Regions from separate parts of the Mus musculus genome. Here regions 2 and 3 are each linked to region 1. A link is a contact called in public Hi-C data. All regions are on one chromosome and are shown on one strand. The core of a region is the stretch at or near the end of the contact, and the rest is flanking DNA. Distances in the headings are between cores, read along the strand shown. Region 1 has its middle 180 kb from the start of Mir6344. Region 2 overlaps Irs1 (insulin receptor substrate 1). Region 3 has its middle 510 kb from the start of Mir6344.

The links. Hi-C and Micro-C count contacts between places; a contact is called where the count stands out from the background.
Region 2: a Hi-C map of liver shows a contact between it and region 1, with 4 times the contacts expected there. The contact joins two enhancer-like sites. A contact is called at or near these places in 3 of 39 promoter capture datasets (the 3T3-L1 cell line and liver), 3 of 484 Hi-C or Micro-C datasets (all in liver) and 1 of 115 datasets of contacts at active chromatin or transcription factors (liver).
Region 3: a Hi-C map of pancreatic cancer cells shows a contact between it and region 1. The contact joins two enhancer-like sites. A contact is called at or near these places in 1 of 484 Hi-C or Micro-C datasets (pancreatic cancer cells) and 1 of 115 datasets of contacts at active chromatin or transcription factors (pancreatic cancer cells).

Annotation. Positions count from the first base shown.
Region 1 is chr1:81,948,941-81,952,428 of GRCm38.p6, reverse strand. No RefSeq gene overlaps it. Among named protein-coding and RNA genes, the nearest start is that of Mir6344, 180 kb to the left of the region's middle. Within about 2 kb of position 1,983, at least 40 of the 459 cell types and tissues checked have an H3K27ac peak or open chromatin away from gene starts, as enhancers often do. A contact at or near this core is called in liver and pancreatic cancer cells, where this site is marked.
Region 2 is chr1:82,233,781-82,237,142 of GRCm38.p6, reverse strand. Irs1 (insulin receptor substrate 1) reads left to right here. Exons shown (of 2, transcript NM_010570.4): 2 at 1-3,362. Among named protein-coding and RNA genes, the nearest start is that of Irs1, 56 kb to the left of the region's middle. Within about 2 kb of position 1,827, at least 24 of the 459 cell types and tissues checked have an H3K27ac peak or open chromatin away from gene starts, as enhancers often do. A contact at or near this core is called in liver, where this site is marked.
Region 3 is chr1:81,622,791-81,626,215 of GRCm38.p6, reverse strand. No RefSeq gene overlaps it. Among named protein-coding and RNA genes, the nearest start is that of Mir6344, 510 kb to the left of the region's middle. Within about 2 kb of position 1,900, at least 14 of the 459 cell types and tissues checked have an H3K27ac peak or open chromatin away from gene starts, as enhancers often do. A contact at or near this core is called in pancreatic cancer cells, where this site is marked.

The sequences.
Region 1 (3,488 bases), core at 734-3,233:
TGGGAGTTCTCTAATGATACTTCCTTTGAACAAAAAAGCTTTGTCTGCTCATGTGCTGGTTATAAACAATTTTCCTTATGATTCTGAGCAAAGAACATGGTGACTGTCTCCTGCAGTTCAAAGCAGAGCCAGGGGCATAGCCTCTGCTGCACAGAATTAGCTTCTCTGCAAGTTGCATGCTCAGTGTCAATGAAAACTCAGTATTGCCCTGTCATCAGTGAGACAGTAAGCTGACTGTAGCTCGTGAAACAATCCTATTTGTTTAGCATGTAAGTAGACACACAAATAACACAAAATGTTGCTCTCTTTTTAGCTCGCTTCTCCCCATATAACATGGGTCCTAGAGCTGTTAAAGTGGGAGGGACGTCCATCTGGACTGGTTAGTGAACTAGGGCATCATAGGCAAGGGGTCATGGATGCTCCACATGGATTTCTCCTTCTATTCTGTATGTATCTAACTCTTCCCGCCATGTAACTGAACGCCTGGCATAGTAGGAAAAGTAAAGTAAGAGAGATACTGTGGGTGGAGAAGCATGCTGTGCCTGTGTAGATCATGTGCATAATGAATGGGCTGGCAGTTGGACTCTGCTCTGGAGCCTGATAGAAGGGCCATCATTATACTACATGATGATCCATTACACTCTGGCTAGCTTGGCTACTGCAAATGGTGCAGAGTTGGGAACATCAAGGAGCTGAGCAAACATTCTGCCTTAATAACTCTGTGTTCGGTTTATAAACTGCATGAATAATCTGTGACTCACAGCAATGCTGGTGGTGTAAAAATTAACCCTGTCTCATATTTCTCCATGATTGCACCCTAAACTACATGTGTGGTAGATTCACTTTATAGAAAAGAAAACTCTAGTTGTAGAATCTTATTAAATTAAGCTGTGCTGTAACTCTGAACTGGATGAAGGTTGGCGTTTATTTGGTAATTACTGTATCCCAGGACTAGTTATTAGGACTCTGTATGGATTTTCTCATTTTAATCCATATAGTTGCCCTATTTGTTTGGGTTCTTTGAGAATGACAGGGCTTCTTTTGACTTTTAGTGAGTGTAACTAGAGATGGAATTTCAGTTGATTAGAAGCCACTGAAGCCACCCTGAGCCAGTGGATGAGGCAACATGGGTGTGGAGAGAGCAGAATCGATATAAATTTATTAAATTAATATAAGAGAGGAAATCAGGAGCATGGGAAGGATTCCCAAGGAGGAATAGCATCACATTGTCCTACCAGAAGGGCTGTTAAAGATTTTGCTGAGTGAATTTGGTGGAGATTGAGGCAATATTTATTCAGATTGGTCATTTTTTAACACATTGCAAGTTGAAGCAGGGGGGAATGGGGGCAGGGCAGGGGACACATGTCCTCTGTGTGTTCTCTCAGCCCAACTGAAAGGTCATTCACCCATCTAGGGGAGGTCATGTACATTACTTGACTAACTCAATAACTTCCATGGCTTTTGCCCTCCTGCCTAAAGGACGTTTAACTCCTATCTGGCCATTATTCAGCTACAGTAGCAGTCTCCATTTGATATGTATAGAAATTGGTCCAGAAGAGTTAAGTAATTCACCATAAGAACTTAGGGGTGAAACGTGGAGTTCACCTGAGGCAGTTTGATGCCTAGTAATAACCCAGGTGTAGTCACTGGACTGTATCAGCTACTCTACTAAAGGAGATTAAAATACCCTCCACATAAGTGATCGAGATCTTGATCTGGTGAGTGTGTTTATTTTACTTATCTCTATCAGAAAATAGGATACAAAACATTTTTCACTCATGAGAAAAATGATGGTATGCATCTGTTCTTATCCTTTTTTTTTTCAGGGCTATTTGGTTTTCTCAACTCTTGTCATAGTTCAGAGAGAACTGAACTGGGGCACTCTGAAGAATGGAGCACATTGGTTCCCTGGATTAGAGAGATCATGGTATCAGAGTAATCAAGTAACAAAGGGCAAGTGCTTGGAGCTTTCAGTAAATAAATGTGTCCCAGAGGACAGAAAAAATGACCAAGTTTCAAGAGCTTGCCACATCAATCAAGTTTGAGTAGGCTAGGAATGCCTTGCCCAGAAGAGAATGTGCATGACACATTTCTTCTGCTATCACCAGAAAAGAAGCACAGAAGCTGGTAGGCAGCTTCTGTCTCTAGCATACCCACATCTGGAAGTCCTGTGGCTTTCCGTTTGATGTGAGGTGTGGAGGGATGACATCGTTTATCAGGACTCAGCAGTTACAGATATTTAGTAAGGCCACGTTGCTGTGCAAGTATCCCTGACATGTGTACCCTGACACTTGGCAAACCCCATGACACTAGAAAGACACATGGTAGTGTTCACTGTAAACCCCAGAAAAGGAATCATAGCACAGTGGGTCTGGAGCTGGGGTTAAGATCTGTAGCTATAGACACTGTTTTGTCTTTTGTGCCTGGTGTTGTGAGTCCGGGCTCAGGTAGAGACAACATGTGACTGCAACCAGTGTTTGCTCTGAAACAGCAGAAAGCTTGAGTAGAATCAGCAACACACTGGGAAATCAAAGTGCTACTGGTAGGTTGTTAGGGAGAAAGGAGAAGGTAACTATAGGAAAGGCTCCCATGGTTCTCTTGCTGACAATGCATTTGCTGCCTCTGCTTCACTGAATACCTATGTTTGCCTGCTTAATCTCCTATAGTAGCTGTCACCATCTGTGAACTATGCTGAAAATAGACTGTGGTACTCTGCCGTACTTCGCAACGCTGGTTCTGCAAGAGTGTGGTGGTGAGGTCAAATCCTCTTGATGGTAAAGAAAAAGAAATGAGTGGTTAGAAATAGCAAAAAGATAACAAAAACATGAATTGTGCAATATAAATATTGAAAACAGATTTCTGAAATTCAGCACAGACTACAGGGTCCATTGGAATGGATAGTTGGTGTATCTTCTGCATAGCTGATTGGCTTTGATTGTTTGAGGTGTGGGGACATTTTCTTTAGTCTCCACGAGAATATCTTTGGAATGTTCTTATTATTTAATGATTAATTGGTAAATAAATATTTCAATTTATTGTTGTTTAATCATTATTCAGAATGAAGCTGGTACTAATGAGAAAACGATCACTAAGTGGAGGAAGCACCAGGTAGATGCAAAGTAATAACTGTTTGACTTTATTACTGGGAGGAAACACCAAATGATAGTGTTCAATTGTGCCAGCTAACAACACTACAACATATTAACTCCTAAGATGTCAAAAAATCAATACAACAGTGGCTTCTATATATACAAGACATGGATAACTTTCGTGTGGCTGATAGCATTAAACTGGCCTACTCTCTCAAAAGCACAGTTTGGTAATTTGGGACATGAGCCCTAAAATATGTATTTTTTTTCCAAAGACCAATTTTGTTAATGTTCACAAATTAATTGCAGAAAAGAGGCAGAGGCTGGTGATGTATGAAGATTGCCTATTGAATATTTACCTACAGTAATGGAAAGTTACAATTGAACCAAATGTCAATG
Region 2 (3,362 bases), core at 578-3,077, 280 kb before region 1:
TTTTAATGAAAATGTAGCTTTCATTACAGCACATTTTTTTTTTTTTTTTTTTGATGTGGAACTGAGGTGTTCAATGTTCTGTTTTAAAGAGTGGAATGAATGCTTAAAACAAGGCTAAAAAGAGTAGACTAGGGGATGATCCTTGTTTTCAGGTTCTAATTCAGAAAAATAATATAATAAGAATCATAGTGCCATAGAAGGTTCTGGACTGTATAGTTGTACTTGCTGATATTGTCTCTTGTAATATAAACTTGATATTGAGCTGAGTTCCTTTTAAGAATTAAGCTTAGTTTTGTATGTTGTTTTTTTGTTTTGTTTTTTTTTTTCCCAAACAGAAGGAGGATGTATTCTACTGGGGTGTTTTCAAGTGTCGGCTTAGAATTGGAAGTTGAATGGAAGCGAACTATAACAAAGAGAGGAAACCACAGACTTCCATTGTAAATACTGTAGAGAGAAGGAGACATGAGCAATCCCTTCAAGTCAAAAGCTCTCCTCGGAATGAAGAATGTGGGTGTTTATAAATTCTGAAAATGTCTTTCTGTTCATAATACTAGACACTGTTGGACCCTCCCCCCACTTCTATAAGCTTTTACCCCCACCCACCCTCATCCTTTTTTTCTGTGTACATATCATGTTTCATTTCATACATTGCCTCCGAGAAGGCTCAAGAGACAAGTGCATTCTTGCTAACTGGAAATTAAAATTCCAGATTTTTTTTTTTTTTTGTTTTGTTTTTTAAGTCATGACCAGGGTTCTGTGTTTTGTTCCCTAAGACACCTACCTTGTGTGTTCTGGGAACTTTCCGTGTTATGTGTGTTTGAAATGAATGCAATTGGCCCATTTGCCCTGGTGTTTGCTGGCCTTTTAGTGGTTAGCTAATAAAACACAGTTTACAGAGAGCACATAAAAACTTAGTGAGCTGCTGTTGAAACATCTAGTTAGGAGTGAAAATGTGAATCCTTTCCTTGTTTGAAAGGTCGATAGATCTTGGAACTTTTTACTTTATCCAGCAGAAATGGCAATGACTATACCTGAAGGTGTTTCCTCTGGAACTGTAAATTGTCTTTGCCTTGAAACTCCCTGAAATGACAGTGAAGATTCAATGATCAGGCTCCCTTTGAGTCCCTGTGAACTCAGCCCTGCAGCAGGGAGGAGCAACACTCTACTTCTGGGAAGGGTTGAGCCTCCTGGGTGGGGCTGCAAGGAAGGAGCAAGGGTTGGGAGGCACTGCAGTTGCCCAGTTGCCCTGATCAACTGGTTGGGGACCCCTGGCTCTATTCAAAGAGATAAATAGACCCCCAACTGCTGAGGTTCGGGTTAGTGTTCAGTCAACCAGATGTACAATGTTCAGTGTTGCAGATCTTAATCATTTGCATGCTCATCAATTTCTAAGATAAATAGGTCTCTAGTCATAAGAATTCATTGTTTTCAAGGAACTCGCCAAATGACATCATTTGTTGTCAGTTAGAAAGGCTTTGAAAATAGGAAGTGAAAGTTGGTTTTTTTACAAATGTATGAGAAAAGACTCTCATTGTTAAAGTGACTTTTTAATTTTTTTAAGCATTCTGACTCAAATTCTTGCTAAGGTAAGAAGAAAGCAAGCCGCTTGCTCTCTGCCCTCAAGGATTTGAGTTACTAAAAAGAGACCAGTGAACAATGTCAGCCCCAACCATTTGCCTGTAAAGCTGGCTGGAGTTTTTCAAGGGGCCTAGGCTTTGAATATTTATGACTAACGCACCTCTGCATGTGGGGTTATTGACACTTGAGGTGAGAACAGGAACAAACAGACTGGACAATCGTCTCCTGGTTTCTATCTCCCTTGCTTTGTATTGAGTCAGTAGTGTAAAGGTAGCCTTTCTTGTTCAGCTTCTTCTAGACTTTACCCGAGCTGGGGTTGATGAAAGCATCAAACTTGGCTGACTTAGAACTGGAAGTTGCTGGTACCCAGGCTGAAATCTCTTGCGCTGGCTTCTTGAAGGGTTTCCTTTAAGCACATCAGCTGCTAAGTTTTTGTGTTCAATTCCTATTAAAGGGGGTTGGCCTTTATCTATTTCCAAGAATTTGCAGGCCAACCAAGGGCTTATGTTAATGGGGCTTCTAGTGGCTTCTAGCTAACCTGGAAGTTAGTGGCTTTTTTTCTTTATGAGACCAACCTTTCACAGCATTCTTTTTTAAAGACTTGTTAAGACAGGGTTTTTAAATTCTTCTTTGTGAAAAGAACAGGTATGCTCCCTTGGCTATGATGATAGCTTTCTTTTGGGCGAAAGCATAGCCCTAGAACCAGCTGGAAATGAAGGGACTCCATTAATGATCAACCGTCTGGATCAATAATGACAAATCAGTACTGATGCTACATGTGTGGCTATTTCTTGCTAACTTTCAAAGGTCAGGGACACTCTTGACTAACTTACCAACTACAAACGTAGATCTACTCAAGAATCATCAAGCCAGAAGTAGAGAGCTTTATCCTGTCTTTCCTTGGCATTTGTCTTTTAGCTCTCATTTATATGTGAGACAAAGTGTTAAGAAACAATCTTACTGTACTATAGGAAACAATATTTTATAGTGTGGAAACCCTATTTGATACAGTGGAACATCCTGAAAGCAATATACCATGTATTTGGATACCTTTAAAATGGGTGACTTAAAGATAGGGGAAGATGGCTTACCACATGGTGACAGTAAGAGCCATGACAGATAGTACAGTTGTGAAGTGCTGTGGCTAGGGGTGATAATGATCCCATATTTACCTCATGCTGCCTTGGCTGAGCTCGCTAACTGAGATAGTCATACAAAGAGGTCCTATACCAGGAAACTGACATTGGGGAGAAAAGGATTTTTTGGAAGGCATATGGAGGACAACTCGGGGAACCAAGTAAGAACTAGTTTCTTGGTAGTGACAGGACAGGGGGGCTAGTGCTGTCATGACAAGGTGGATGTTAGCAGGAGGTGATGCTCTCCTCACCTGCTCTGGCTGCTTGAAAGTCTTGAAAGAAGCAGGGTGTCCTTCCAGGTGTGTGAGCAGGCACAACCTTGTCAGTAGTAACAAAAAGACTTCCATGCTGGGCTGGGGTTCTTAGCTATGGAGAGTAAAGACAGCCTTCCATATAGTTAGTAGAACCAAGCATTAAACACTGGGCCTCTGGTCATCCCTGAGTCAAGCCTGAGATGATGATGGTTCAGTCTCTTCCTCATGCCTGGAGAGAGTATGGCACAGCTAGTGTGTTGGGTATCTATCACTCACTATTTGCAGCTAGAACACCAAATAGATGCTGGAAGGAGACTGAGAGGTTCTGGACGTGTTTGGCCCTACTCTTAATTAAAGAGCCTATAATTAGCAAATATGGTTTTTAAGCATCTGA
Region 3 (3,425 bases), core at 651-3,150, 330 kb after region 1:
ACTGGTTCAACTCAGCTGTTTTGGCTCAAACAACTCTCCAAGCTGACTGATTCAAACTGACTTCTCTTGCCTTCTCAATGAATTGTTTTTCTTGGAAAAACTGCCTCTGAATTCCTAACTGAACTGCTCTGAACTGAGCTCAACTGCACTGCATCAAACTGATTCACTCTGCACTGCTCTTTCAAGTTGCCTCTCCTTCCTGTGCTGGTCTCCTGACAATTGGGCATATCCCACCTATGAGTCATTCTGTCAGATCTTTCTTTGATTTGTCCCTTTATCTGCCCCTCAATCAGACATTACTTTCAAACATGGCTGCTTCATTTTACAAACTAACTTTGCCTTCACTGTTAGGGATTAAAGGCATGTACTACAGGAATACAGAATACTATGTCTGTATTGTAATCCAGGGCATGACTGCATTCTAGCTGATCATATGTTTGGATGTGATCCCTTGCCAGAGCAGCCATGTTGCTGGATTAAAGTTCCTCTAAAGAACTTGGCAAAAACATATTCAGTAAAAAAGTAAAAAAAAAAAAAAAAAAAAAAAAAAAAAAAAAGGAAAGAAAAGAGAAAATAATAGAAATCCTTCATCTCTGCATTGCCCCACTTATGTTGCTAATAATTCACCTTAAAACATATAATGTGATACAATGCTTGTTATCACAATGCTTAACTTGATGTTTTTCAGAATTCTAGTAAATATACACATTTATGTTCATTGAAGCAAAGATTGCTGGTGTTTGAAAACTGACATATGTAAGGGTAGATGTGAAGACACTATAGGGATAATTCAAGTTGATTTCTGAGCTGGTTCAAATTATTTTAAAATTATATGTGAGAAGCTCATAACTCTCTTTTCAACATCAAATTTCCATTCATTGAAAGATGGAATAATTAGCCAAGGGTGAATTATGTGGAACAACTGAACTTGTCAAAATAAAAACATCTTCTGTCATGAATAAAATAGTACACCTTCCCATGGAGAACTCATTGGAAATCACACATTCTGGAGTTAGAAAGGAGGTATTGCCATTATCTCTGTCTCTATCTTTATTTCTCTCTATAGGTAATATAAATCTATCTACATCTCATCTATATATCTATACAGATAAATATCTATAATCTCATTGTTGACTTTTGTGATTGTAGAATAATAAATATTCTGCACGACTTAACATATTTCAATCTAAGTGCATTTTGTATATATACTCTAGATCATTAGCAGGGAGATCTCTGTATCTCTGTCTCTCTTCCCTCTTTCACTGTGTATGTATGTAGGTATGTATCTATGTAAGTAAAGATATAGATGCATACATACATAGATACATAGGTAGAGAGTGAGAAGAAATGAGAATTTTAGGAAAGAATAACAAATATCTATGGCTACATTATAGGTAAAAGTGAGGCTTTTAATGTGTGTGTGTGTGTGTGTGTGTGTGTGTGTGTTTATGTATGTATGCTCACACACATGTGCATATATAACATGAAGATATATGAGCCAGTTAACTGTTTTGAAACTGAGTACTTTAGCTTTGTATTGAAGTGGCATGCCAATCCTATTGATTGCTGAATAAAACTGTACTGCATAGATCACTTTGGTTTATGTTAGTTGAAAGGGTTCATTTTCAATGAAAACTTTCTTGTTATTCTGAACAAATGCATTTTTATATTAAGACACACTGGATCAAAGGTATTTGACACTGCTGACTTTTAGCCACCAGTTACTAAACTGCAAACCAGATCTCCCCAGGAGCTATGCTTTGGACTTTTAGGGGGAACAATGTTTTCTGTCTACCTTGCTGATGGCACTTTCTCTTGGCCACGTCCGCACACATGCCACACACTCAACCATCCATAAAGGTGAGTCAAAGTCTCCTGTGCTTCTCTGTACTATGTCCCTTGCTGAATCATACCCTTGCTGAATCATACCCTTGCCGTGTGTATATCTGAACGGCAGCAGTTACTCTCATTGTTGCTTCTTTAATGATTATAGAATAAGTGAATGCTATGCACTAATCCCCACATTCCATTCTCCTGTGTTTTGTATATTGACTTTAGGTCATTAGCAGGCACCCCTAAATACTATTACTGCTTCTCTTTTTAGACATGCAGCCTCCAGCCTCCATATCTAGATGCAGGCACTATCACTTTTCCTTTCTAAAACTGGACAGACTGTCTCATAGAAAAGCTAAGTAAGTTTCACATAGGGCACACAGGCTATGTGACAGAGATGATGAAACTCAGACATCATGTTTAATAATTCCCTGTCCTTAGTACTACACTGTGAAGCCATGATCTTGTGCAGTCCTTGCTATTACTGGTACACAGTCACCTAAGTCTTCAGATGTAACCTGTATAAAGGTTTTGATTTGACTCTTGGCATTCTTTTCCTATACAAATCTATTAAAGGAATATTCTCTTGAAAACTATTTATTTTCAGTGATATGGCAATTTGACTTTATGTCTATGAGTGTGTGTGTGTGTGTGTGTGTGTGTGTGTGTGTGTGTGTGTGTGCTGTGAAAGTGTTTTCCCTTGGTGTCTGAGTGTCTGTGATGATGATATTGGTGAGCACTAGGAAAACTGCCTTCTATGTACATAAAAAATTCTAATAAACAATGCAGCCAAAGTGCTAAAGGATGTCTACTCTTTTGTAGCCTGCACTCAGATGCAAGAACTTAAACATTATCTTAGGACATTAGCGCTTACAGCCAACTACGCTGCCAAGTTCAGCAAATACTTGCTCAAAATACCCAATATATTTGCCACAGAGGATTGCAGATATACGGAATTTGAAGCAATGTTTTGCCCAATGTGCTATGGTTGAAATATAGATGTCTCCTCCAAAAAGGTATGTTGAGAATTAATCAGTATTATAATGATATTATTAAAATAATTTTTAAAATCTGTTTTTCCTCCCCAGTCCTGCTCCCAGAATGATGACTCTGAGACTAATTAGTTATTATTTAATGCCTAGGACATAAGCTTTTTCTCATTCCCTGACTAGATCGTAGCTTATTTAACCCATTTAACTATTCTATGTCTGCCACTTCAGTCTACCTTTCTCCTCTTCTCTTCTCAATGTCTCTCTGAGTCCCTCTGCAGTTTATGTCTGTCTTCTATCTCGGCTCCCATCTCATTCCGTTCCCATCTCTCAGTCCTTAAGCTCTCTTTAAGCCTCTCTTTATCGCTTACTATTTCCCAGAATCCTCTCTTCCTGCCAGTATCCCACCTCCTATTTCCTGTCTTAGCTCATTGGCCATCAGCTTTCGTATTGACAGGTGATGTTTATAAGAGAGTCTCCTTATATGACATTAAGATCCACGGTAATTATCTTTTTTGTTTTGTTTTTGATTTTGTTTTTTTTGCAACTCATAAATCATCCCAAAATTTTCAAATTTAAACTAGGTAAAAAGTTTACCTAGAT